2 separate regions of the Mus musculus genome follow, and region 2 is linked to region 1. Evidence: chromatin contacts called from public promoter capture Hi-C data. All regions are on one chromosome and are shown on one strand. Each heading gives the region's core, a stretch centred on a gene start, on an enhancer-like site or on the middle of the called end of the contact. The rest is flanking DNA. Distances are from core to core; before and after follow the strand shown.

What was found. Promoter capture Hi-C pulls out the DNA fragments that hold promoters and counts their contacts.
Region 2: a promoter capture Hi-C map of liver shows a contact between it and region 1. The contact joins two enhancer-like sites. A contact is called at or near these places in 14 of 39 promoter capture datasets (the 3T3-L1 cell line, 3T3-L1-derived adipocytes, the C10 cell line and 8 more), 10 of 484 Hi-C or Micro-C datasets (the 3T3-L1 cell line, DN3 thymocytes, the HPC-7 cell line and 6 more), 4 of 115 datasets of contacts at active chromatin or transcription factors (differentiating embryonic stem cells, embryonic stem cells and extraembryonic endoderm stem cells) and 3 of 9 other capture datasets (adipose tissue, liver and pancreatic islet).

What each region holds. Positions count from the first base shown.
Region 1 is chr4:34,957,584-34,963,303 of GRCm38.p6, forward strand. All of the region lies in intron 3 of Mob3b (MOB kinase activator 3B), which reads right to left. Among named protein-coding and RNA genes, the nearest start is that of Gm33620, 31 kb to the right of the region's middle. Within about 2 kb of position 2,103, at least 13 of the 459 cell types and tissues checked have an H3K27ac peak or open chromatin away from gene starts, as enhancers often do. A contact at or near this core is called in liver, where this site is marked.
Region 2 is chr4:35,130,224-35,136,532 of GRCm38.p6, forward strand. All of the region lies in intron 1 of Mob3b (MOB kinase activator 3B), which reads right to left. Among named protein-coding and RNA genes, the nearest start is that of Ifnk, 19 kb to the right of the region's middle. Within about 2 kb of position 4,823, at least 11 of the 459 cell types and tissues checked have an H3K27ac peak or open chromatin away from gene starts, as enhancers often do. A contact at or near this core is called in liver, where this site is marked.

The DNA of each region.
Region 1 (5,720 bases), core at 853-3,352:
GCTGACACCTGGAGAGATGAATGTGCACTGTACTGGCCAGGCAGGAGGTTGGAGGGAGAGGAGTGACTCGCAAAAGCCACTGGGCCAGCAGTAGATATGATGACTTGGAAATTCATTGACTTATACATTAATTATAGATGGTTGCAGGTAATTTTCGAATGCTAGTGGTACTGCTTTCTTCAGTAGACTGATATCAGTTGGAATGATTAGTTGCCGTAGAGAAAAGCTTTAAGTCAGTTATGTTTCCTAGAGTATGTATGCTTAACACAGAAGAGGTTTTTTTTTTTTTTTTTGAAAAGAGCGGAGAGAGAGTGAACAGATCCAAGGCCCTTGAGTTAGGCTTTGAGGAGTTAGTATGGGACGGGGCTTTCGGAACCATAGTGTGAGCCCAACGAGCAGAAGAAAAGCTGTTTCTGAGCTCTCTAATTCCTACAGGGAAATAGGGTTTTAATGACAGCTCACAAACTGAAGAACATTATTCTTGGGTCTAACCTTTGCAGATCTATAGGTGTGGACTGGCAAGATGGCTCAGCAGGTTAAAGCGATTGCTGCCACACCTGAAAAACCTTACGTTCTAGACTCACATTGGTGCGAGGAGAGAACTGACTCCTTCAAGTTGTCCTCTGGCATTCGCACGCATGCCAGGCACTCACACTCAATTTTAAAAAGCACGGGCCCTCTTTTCCTGTGACTGGGTTGCCTTATACACCCTTAACATGAGGGGAGGTGCCTAGTCTTATTGCAACCTGATATGCCATGCTTCCTTGATATTCCTGGGAGGCCTGCCCTTTGGGGTAAGGATGAGTGAATTTACACACACACACACACACACACACACACACACACACACACACACACACACACCCCACACACCCCCCCCCCCACACAGAAGCCCCAAGGTTGTAAGGCTGCATTCTACTTCGTTGCCACTTGGTGGCGCTATGAAACCATTTAAAGAGATAGTCTCCAGCCATAAACATAGTGCTCCTCAAGGCTAATCTAACATAACCAAAGACATTCATTTCTCCATTCCTTCCTCAAGGGGGGGGGGGGGGCGGCAGGCTCAGTGTCTTTCTCAGAGAGTGGACTGGGAACGCAGCACGTATAAGGCAGGTTACTCAAACCTGAAGCAGGCTTAGGATGCTTTCTGCAGGGGAGATTTCTTAAAAGTCTGACAAGAGACTATTCTCAGCATACTTAGCCTGAAAAGTATCTCAATATTTTAGGACCCAGCTATTCCACTCCTGGGCATATACACTTACCTTACCATGTATGCTCACCCATGTCCATTGCTGCTCTATTCACAACAGCAAGGAAATGGAACCAGCCCAGATGTCCACCAACACACGAAGAGAGAATGGAAATACAGAGCCTATATGGAATCTCATTCGGCTGTAAAAATGGCATTATGACGTTTGTAGGAAGATGGATGGATGGACTGGGATGTAATTAAACAAGATGTCAGAAAGACAAAAGCCGGGCTGGTGAGATGGCTCAGTGGGTAAGAGCACCCGACTGCTCTTCCGAAGGTCAGGAGTTCAAATCCCAGCAACCACATGGTGGCTCACAACCATCTGTAACGAGATCTGACTCCCTCTTCTGGAGTGTCTGAGGACAGCTACAGTGTACTTACATATAATAAATAAATAAATAAATAAATAAATAAATAAATAAATAAATCTTAAAAAAAAAAAAAAAAAAAGAAAGACAAAAGCCACATGCTCTCTCTACATGCAGATCTTAGCCTGTAATGTATAAATGTCTGTGTGTGAGTGCGCGCACGCGAACACATACATATATGTGGATAAAGTCCAAGTGGCTAGAAGAGAGACCACGAGGAGGAAAGGGACTGGGGGAGGAGGTAAAGCGAGGACCAGGAGTAGCAAGGGGGATGGGGGACATGAGGGGGAGGGGGAACCTACTAACAGGTTTGTAATAATGCTAACTTAGAACATTAAACATTTTTCTCAGTGGTACTCCTATGGAAGAAATAAAGGCAGGCTTTGGATCTGCCACCCCAGTCAGACTCATTCTCCACAGCCTTCACCAACTTCCACAGTCTGCGGCCTGGGAGAGGAAGCTGGCCAGGGCGGGTCCCACCACCCTCTGGTCACAGGCTGCACCTTACAGACAGCCAGGCCGACCAGCTTCCCGATTTCCACAAGCCTGGTGTGTTGGAGTTTCTCCCTGGCTGTTGATTCTACCCAGTAAATGTCTCCATTTCTTCTGTGCTTGGCAAATTCTCACTCTTTACGTGACTCTCCGAAAGTGTTATTCACTCCATTCTGGGTCCCCGTTGCCTGGCTTTCTGCTAACACTGAAATTCATTACACAATCAGCCTCAATCTGAATTGCGTATTGTGTATACCTTGGTGTATATTGCTGTGCAATGAAGGATATGTTTCCAAGTCTTACACAGTATATATGATTTGAGGCAGCTATAAATACAGTTTATGTCTAATGTGAGTTATAGCTGGGTAAGTTAAATTATGCTTAGTTTTGTGCTTTCAATTTCTGATATTTTTTGTCCTTGACATAGTCTCTGATTTTTTTTGGATACTTTTAATATTCACATTATTTCTTGCTTTTAAAAAAAGAGCTCTAGTAACGTAAAGAGCAATGGAAGGGGGACTGGAACTGAACACCCAGGAGAAGTCACATTTCACTTTAGGAAAGCTGCCTTAATGACTTTTGCCAGTTTTTGTAGCTATGGTACAGGGTGGAGAAAACAACCCAAGCTTTGCATAAGTTGCACAATTCCTCGTCTGACCTCAGCTTTCAAAACTGAAAATGGCTTCTGTTGGAGAGCTCGCAGAGATGATTTTGACATCCATCAATCAAATTCCTATGAGTTCTATGATTTAAATATCACCATCATTGTCATCATCATCACCGCCACCCCCCCCCCACCCCCCCCCACCCCCCCCCCCCCCCCGGTCTGGAAGTTGTCTGGCATTGTGAGTCCAAAGCTAGTTTACATCCTATCACCTTACTTCCCTGCCTCCTGCCTGGGAATCAGAGCTTGGCTGCAGCTCCCGCTGTGTCCTCTCCCAAAGTCTAAGGGGCTCTCTCCCTCCTCTGTCCTGTGGGTTCTGAATCTCTCTAGAGAACCCTGCCATGCTTTCCTTCTCTAGTGCTGGGGCCTCGGCTTTCCTTGGAACCTCTGCTGCACATTTGCTATTCTGTCTGTCTGTCTGTCCATGGTTACAATAACTCTTCTAATAAACTCGTAGAAGAGTTCCTCAGTAACCAGTCTAGTGTCTTCTTCACCCGTCCACCTCCCCCAAAACTTAACCTAGATTAGACTGGCTCTGAACCTAAGCCGCGTGCCCAAGCTCACTTAGCTTCTTAGTGGCTTTCAATCCGGACTGAGTTGCTTTAACAGTAAGCGAGCAAACCCTATGCTGTTCCTATTACTCCACTTGGGGGAGATGCAGCTTAGGACATCAGTGGTGTTTAAAATGCTCCAGGGATACAAGAGCAACAGCATCTTACACCCCCGGCCTCCCATTTGCTTTTAATTCCATTACATTCTGCTAACTGTAAGGAACAAGAAGGACGATGGAGGAAGACATATATTAGCAACAGTGGAACCAACTAAGGGGCGAGAACAGAGAGCAGAAAGGAAGGCCAGTGTGGAAGATTCTGTGTAAGAACATCTAGGTCTGGAAATGGTAAGGATAACCTGAGAAGATGCCCCCGCTCCCATCGTAGCCATCAAAACCTCCATGGTTTGGAACAGGGTAGTGTTAGAAGTCCACAATGCAATGCTAGACTTGATTCAAAGGGAAAAACTCACTGTCAGCAAACTTGGGACGGGTGGATACCCCATCTCTGCCGCTCTCACACACTCTTGAGGTCACAGAAACGACATGAAATGTTAAAAGCACAGGGACCTGCTGTGTGGCTTTTTTTTCCCAGGGACTGTTGTGTGCTGGATCCCCAGCCCCTGGTGCCTATGTGGCCCCCGTCCTCCTCAGCTTCAGTTTCAGTTCTGGGAAAGGGCCTGAGCTGTGGCAGAAGCACACTGCAGACGCTGCTGCTGAATTGCTGTAGGCGACGCAGAACCATGTAACCGGCTAGGCATTGGTGGCTCACTCCTTTAATCCTAGCGTCTTCTTTTAATCCCAGCAGAGGCAGGGGCAACTCTGTGTGGTCACAAGGCTGGGCTGGTTTACACAGTGAGTTCTGGGCCAATCAGGGAATATAGTTTTCCATTTTGTTTTGTTACCTGTCTTAGTAACAAAACAAAATGGAACTCCATAACCAGGAAGAGTTCCATTCTGATGGCAAACTCGGGGCCTCTGGTTAGAGGGTAGACCAGATAGCCTTTCATCTCAGATGGTCTATTTCTTGTGTCCAGATTATACCAGTTTGTTTCTTTTATTATGTGCTAGCCCTCCTCCATCCCCAAAGCATGTGGATTAAAATCACTGACCATCCTGAGAACCCCATTTCTGCCCTTATGGCCCAGAGCTGCCAAGGTGAGGTCCCCACACAGACTGACCCACTTTCCCCCTGCAGCTGGCTCCTGGCCACACCCACTCCCCTTGGGCCAGGCTTCTATACTCAGTAGACCTGCAGTCTTCTGTGACCTCATCTCTTACCTATAGCCAATGCAAGTCCCTCCTGACCTGGCAATGCCAATGGAGGAGTACTTAGTTGGCATGAGCAAGAGATGCTGTGGTACCAAACTCATCCATACTAGCCTGAGGGAGATCATTCCTGCCTACAGATGGGGGAAGGGTGCTTCTGACACAGGACAACAATACGGACACTGGTGTTAAAGCACCAAGGACAATAGACAGATGTGAGTTTGGGTGCTATAAAATCAGAACAGATTTTTCACTTAGTTCCACGGACCCAGAAGTCCTTGCTCTGACATGCTACATTGCGGCCGTTCCAGTGTGCACACAAGATTAAGAGGCATTACTCCCCAGCTCCTGCCGGTTTCTGTAGCAACATTGGCAAGGGAGACACAGTTGAGGCCCAAAGAGACATACGAGTAGTCCCCACATCCTCTCTATCTCTTTGCTTTGATGTACTAGCAGCTGTGCATTTGGTCTTCAAGGACCTCACGGTCTACATTCCTCTCACCAGAGCAGCCTGGGAGAGGCCTGGTCCCTGCCCTTGTACCTTCACTACTCGGATGCCCAGAGCACTCCAGGTCATCCACGCCCTGCTTAGGTGTCTTGGAAGCTTCTATTCCACCTGGATGGCAGAAAAAGCAACTCCTAGGAAAGAGAAGAGTTTCCTGGGCTGAAGAAGGAGAAGGGGTTTAAGTGGCTATTTGCTAACCATGTGGCCTGGAAGTTGTCTCTCCCTCAGGTGGGTAGAGATGATGTCAGGGAAGGCCAGGTCCAACGTTAGGCTGCAGGCTGTAGTAACATCCCCAGGAAAAGGAAGAGGAGAAGTAAAGGAAACAAGGAAAATATAAAATATCCTAAGCAATCTCCCAGCCAGTCCACTTCGGAAAAGCTGGGCTGCTGTGGATGCAGGAGCCAAGTCAACTCCCATCCAGCCTTGATGCAGGCAGAGGCCTGGCGGAGGGACCACAGCTCTCCAAAGGAGGCTAGCCTCCCTTGCCTGTGGTGAGGATTTCTCTGGTCACTTTCTAGAATCCAAATAGCTATGTCGACCAGGGGAGATAATGTTGGTCCTTGGGCAAAAGCCCTTGGCAATTCCCACTCCACTGCTCTGAACAAGTCTATGGTGTTAGC
Region 2 (6,309 bases), core at 3,573-6,072, 180 kb after region 1:
ACCCAAGGATGGAGATGATGTTCAATAAAGGAAGACTTTCTGTCTTCCTGAACCCAGAGATTTCTAAATGTGCTGTCTTATATTCATAGACGCTCTGGGAATGATGTAGTAGGTTACAGTCCAACTCTGGCCAGTGTCGTGAAAAACAGGTCATTACAAAGGCTGCGGATCTTGGCCCCCTGAAAAATCGCCTGGCACAAAGTCTCCTGTTAGCCCATATCACCCTGTGAGACTAACGCCTCTCCTCAGCCCTCAGCTGCACTTTGGCAGACCAGGAGCCCCCAATGTTGACTCACTTGAGCTGAGGGAGAAAAGTCACTCTCTTTAGATACTTCAGCACTGCCTGGAGACTCATTTCCTGGACAGACTGCACCCTCCGCCCCGCCCCCACCCAGGTCCCTTTCCTTGAATCTGGATCTCAAAGCCAATTTTTAAAGTCAAACAGGAAATAATATGTCACCAAAAATACCCCAAAGCTTTCACCACTACTTATCCGTCAAATCAAACACTTGGGCAGATTGCCAAGTGAAACTGACCAAAAAAAAAAAAAAAAAAAAAAAAAAAAAAAATTTGCTTCTTCATTTAGAGAATGGATTGCTGTTGTCAAAACAGAGGAAAAGGCATTGCCTCACGATGGGGAACTACAGGCTGTGGCTGGGATCTCTACTGCAGTGGGGTGCTGGGATCATCTGGTCTTTTAAAAGCATCACTAGAAGTGTTGAAATAACAACAAAAAGGAACTTAGTCGTCTTTCACTACACCCAGTTTAAAAGTTCTTAATTCAGGTTTTGCATATAAATATAAACATAGTCTGCCCTTAAGGACCATGTGACTTGCAGAGCCTAAAACAGGTGAGGTGCTTCTTGCCTGACTATCTCCTCTCATCTGTCCAGCTTTTTATTATTATTATTATTATTATTATTATTATTATTATTATTATAGTAGTCAATACTCATTGCATGCATCCATGTTCCATGTGGCGGGCACTATGACAAACCATATAATTGTGTCGTCTTATGTTTGCCTAGAGACCCGCAGTATTGCTACTTTTTAGGCAGGCAGCCATTTGCTGGATTTGACTGCACTTTACTGTATTTCCTGGGCCACACTCCTGACAATGCAGTCTGTGACCTACACTTTTACCCTCACATCTCCAACTGGATTCTGCCACCCCTTTGAGATGAAGAATCAGAGGCTTCCACACGGTAAGACATCTTGCCATGGTCACACAGCTAGTAGTGGCAGGACTAGGACTCGAACCCTACCCATCCTCCACTTCTTCCTCTTTGCTTTCTTTCCAGCCAGTGACCCCCACCGGCTCCCAGTGTCTCTGAGCATCTCTGAATTCAGTACTGGGATTAAAGTACTGGGATTAAAGGTGTGAGCCATCAAGCTCTGCTGAAAAATCTGTTTCTGATGGAGGTTTCCCAGGTCTTGGTTGCTTACTTGCAGAGGCAACTATACAAAGTCTTTCAATCGAGGGGGCCAAACTGATAGATTGTTTCACAAATCTTTGCCTAGCAGCCACCATAGAGACAGCTGCCGCCAGTTTCGGTTCCCTTAGATCTAGGGTGAGGTCAAGCATGAAAGAACCTCTATAGTTTTCAATTTTAGCTCCAAAACCCCACAAAGATTCCAGAACACAGCAGATGCTAAAAGTTTTCTTTTGAGTTACCTTTCGGTCACTTAAAAACTCTTACCCTCTCCTAGCTGAGAGGCTAGTGGCAATCATGGTTGCTTGGGGGTGAGGGTGGGGTGGAGAATAAAAGGAGAGTCAATTTTCTTATGGGATTATGGTAGTTTGAATAAGAATGGCCCTCATAGGCTCATAAACTTGATCATTTGGTCTCCCGTTGGTAGATGTGTTTGGAAATCGTTAGGAGTCGTGGCCTTGTTGGAGGGGTGTGTCACTAGCTGCCAGCTTTGAGGTTTCAAAAGCTCATACGTTACCAGTCTCATTCCTTCTTTGTTCCTGCTTGAAGATCAGGATGTGAGCTCTCAGTGGCTGTTCTAGCTCCATGCCTGCCTTCCTGCTGCCATGTTCCCTTCCATGATGGTCATGACTCTAACCCTCTGGAATCGATAGCCCTACATTAAATGCTTTCTTTTAGAAGTTACTCTGGCCCTGGTGTTTTCAGAGCAATAGAAAAGTAACAGGCTGGAGAGATGGCTCAGAGGTTAAGGGCACTGACTGGTCTTCCGGAGGTCCTGAGTTCAAATCCCAGCAACCACATGGTGGCTCACAACCATCTGTAATGAGATCTGATGCCCTCTTCTGGAGTGTCTGAAGACAGCTACAGTGTACTTACTATAATCAATAAATCTCTAAAAAAGAAAAGTAACGTAAGACAGGGATCCAGTGCCTTGACAAGGCTGGCTGCGCGTGCTCCAGCAGCCGGTCCCATTCCAACGCGCAGACAGGCATCACTAAATAGACTCAGTAAGTTAAAAATGAAACCCAAACCAAAAAAATTCATAAAGGAGGTAGGAGACAGGGGAGGAACTGGAGAGGAGGTGATGGAGGGTCGATTTAATCAACACGCCTTGCATACACGTATGAAAGGAAGCCCTCACACAATTAAAAAGGAAGACGTTTTAATTAAAAGTCATGTCCTTCTGAAGGCACCGGGCACACACATGATGCATAGACAAACACTCATACACATAAAATTTAAAAAGACGATTGAGACCGAGGCCAGAAGAAAGACAGCCAAGTGCCTGCCCCAGCCACACCAACCCGGGGTGGCCAGAAGAAAGGCACCCAAGCACTTGCCACAGGTGCCACTATGATGGATAAATGTATGATGGGGAGACAGGAAAGATGGAGTCCATGTGGAGAGATGGAAGAGGAGAAGCTGAGAGTTTGGGACACCATGGAGAAGGTGGGACCAGAGACTTGACGGCAATGAAGAACATATATGAGGAGGCCACAGTGAGGTCCTGGCCTGGGCTACCATCAAGGGCCATGCCTGGGTCTGTGGTCCTGCTGCAGCTGGGGGTCTGTCTCAATGTCTGTGGCCAGAGTTACCACCAAAGGCCAAGTGTAGGTCTGTGATCTGGGCTGACACTGGAGAACCATTTGGATATATAAGGTCCCTGTTGTCTGGGGGTGGAGAGTGGGGAGTGCTAGCTGATCTAAGTAGCCTGAGCTACCACCCAAGGCCATGGGGACATCCAGGTCCATGCTACTGCCAGGGTTTGGGGTGGTCTGTAGTCATAAACCTTGCCTGGCAGCATCATGGAGCTGGCCCTGGTGACAAATGGTGAGCTGGCCCCAGGGCATGACAGCAGGAGAGCTGATAGCTATGGTCACTTACTGACTGCGGCATCAGGTGAGCCAGCTGGGGCAGCTAGCCCTGGTGGCTTATTAAGGACACAGGACAGCTGGCAGGCTTACAAACTCAGCTACCTCCCAGGCCCAGATCCAGGTCTTTGAGTTGGCTTACCCCAACATCTACCCCATCTATGATCTGCTGGAGCATTAAAGAGCTGGTCCTGCAGACCCAAAGCTGCGTTCTCCATTACACAGAGCAACGGCAGGACATCCGAGAGGGGTCCTGGTGAGGATCCAGTTTTGATAGGGCAGCAGAAGCCAGAGGCCTCCAACAAACCAATGACTCACTGCAATGAGCATTTGCAAGGAAAGATGTGTGTCACACAGTACAGATCCCACGACAAGATTTTTTTTATTCTATCTTATTTTACTTTATTTTATTGGGGGGGGGTTGCAAGGGCAGAGGGCATATATGCAAAGGGATAGGGAGATGAGCGGGATTGGGGTGAATGGTGTGAAATTCGCAAAGAATCAATAAAAAGTTAAAAAAAAATTTTTTTAAAAATAAGTCATGTCCAGCCAATTGTGGTAAATGACTGTAATCTTAGCAATCTGGTTTTTGGAGCAGTAGGATCAGGGGCTAAGAAAGCAATGTATAAAGGCTACCCCATGATCCCTGGCAGGATATCAGGGAGCATTGAGGGGGCGTGTCATGGGAAAATTTGGCAAAAATAAGAGGTTTCTGAACACACCGTGACCCAAAATCAAATACACAATGAATCAGGGATGCTGGTGGCACTCAGTCATGCGCATGGCGTCACTAGGGCCTTGGTAATGGACGCAGAGCATGCTCACTTCACACTGTGTGCTGTTTCCCCGGAGTCGCTCAGACTCCAGAGCACCGCTTGCTATGAACTGCGGCTGCGCACACAGAATTCCCTGCTTTTACAGAAACACGGTGATGGAAGTCTAGAAAGCAACGGCGTTTAACTTTTTCTTGCCATCATCCCTCAGTATGCAAGCAGCAATCAGTACATCTTCGGGGTTGGATTCTGTAAGATTTGATTTTTAAAATGCTATTTGGGTAGCTTACTTGCATTTCCTTTAAAAACCTGCTAGAGACATTTTGAGATTAGAAATTAGAGCTTCGGATCGATCGGCCAACAGCTTCTGAAAGGGCCCTAAGCATACTTCAGCCATTTTGTGTTGTATGTTTATGTGAAGTGGCATCAACGTGCGATGTTCCTCGTATTACAGACTCAGATATCCACCCACGATCTAATTCTTTACATGAAATGAACACACCCATATCTCATCGGTGCAAATTTGCTTCCCTTCCAGCTTTACTATCTATAATGCTACGTAAAAAGATCTCAGTTTCATGCCTACTGTGTATTTCTGTATACCTGGGGTTGTGTAAAGATTTCTTGGGCAAACAAGGTCACAAGTAGAAAAGGTTTACGAAGCTTAGCTCTAAACTTGAAGAGGCCTGTGTCAGCGGATGTAAGAAATCAAGATGTTTATTCCTCCATTTCAAAGGCCATTTCTCTAAAAATAAATGACCCTGTTAAAAGTATGTTGAATTATTAACTCGTGCAGAAAACACGAAGAGTACAGGGATCAGACGCCTGCAATAAATGCAAACAGAAAATCAAATTGGAATTCTAGATGGACAGCCTGAAAATGATATAGAGCTTACATTTTCTCCTAAGACCATTCCTGTAGGCAGAAGAGCAATATCAGTGTGGATACTTAAAACAGAAAACATCTGGCCTAAATGAATGGAGGAGTGGGGGTGACGAATGGGGCCAATGCTGCTGTTTGCTGAAGTCAGACGTTTCACAGAAATAGAGTCCAGTTCTCCTAAAATTCTAATCTTTCCATCACTCCAGCAACAGCAATGAACTCCAGGTCCATGTGACCCAGGGGGCCTGCCTGTCACACGGTCAAACCCTGACCTTGGGTTAGCAAGGATGAGCACCACGTATGCCAGCGTGATGGTAAGATGGGTGGCACGTATGAGAAAGATCGACCTGTGTAGGTCGTGTCACACAAGGCAATTGTCAAATGACAGATTAATGTGGGTTTTTTCCAATGCTCCTTTCTCGCCTAAGATACATTTCTTCACTCAGCAAAAAAAAAAAAAAAAAACCAAATAGATTCATATATTAAGAACTACTGGTTCCTAGTCAGCTGTAGAAGGGACGAAAAGTCACTCAGATCTCTGTAAGTTCAAGGCCAGGCTGATCTACAAAGTAAGTTCCTGGACAATTAAGGCTACATAGGGAGACCTTGTCTTGAGCACACACACACACACACACACACAGAATATTTCATAAGACGGAAACCCTGCATGGCAAACTCCAAATCCTGGAACTCCACATCTCTTGTCTAGAGGGCTGAGATGGCTCCCCCGACCCCCTCCAACGTTGCAACTAAAACACACTTATTTCTCTTGGGATGGTTCTATGCCCGTGTGCAGCTCTCCTTGGCAAGCATCCCATGGCTCTGGCACCTGTAACATCTTGGTGTCTCTTTTCATAGCTTCCTGCATTGACCTCTCTGGGACTCCATGTCAGGCCCCAGCCACTAGCCTGGCCTCAGCAGCTCTCCTTAACCTTGGAGGAAGATTCTGCTAAACCTTTACTGTTTTGTGCTGGTGGGGGAGGGGGAAGAAAATACCTCAGGCCTTTGCTTTTTACAAGCTGGAAACTTAGCTGGATGGGGTCTTGCCCTAAGGGCACCACTCTCTTTATTCTAGTTTGAATCAGGGCTTTTCTCTTCCAACTCAAGCCTTGACTCCAACGTCACACTTCCGGCTGCTACTTTTCAAACTGTAGCATTCTGTATTTCTTTTTGCCTCACTTGCCCCGTTTTCGTTGTAGAACTGCATAAGGGTGATCAATAATCACTGCATGTCAGGGACAATACTAGACTGTCTGGAAATCTCCACCGACTGCCATCAGTTCATTGCTTTGTATTTTAGCCTCAGCCAGATTCTGAGGACAAGGGCAAAAAGCAGCCACAATCTTTGC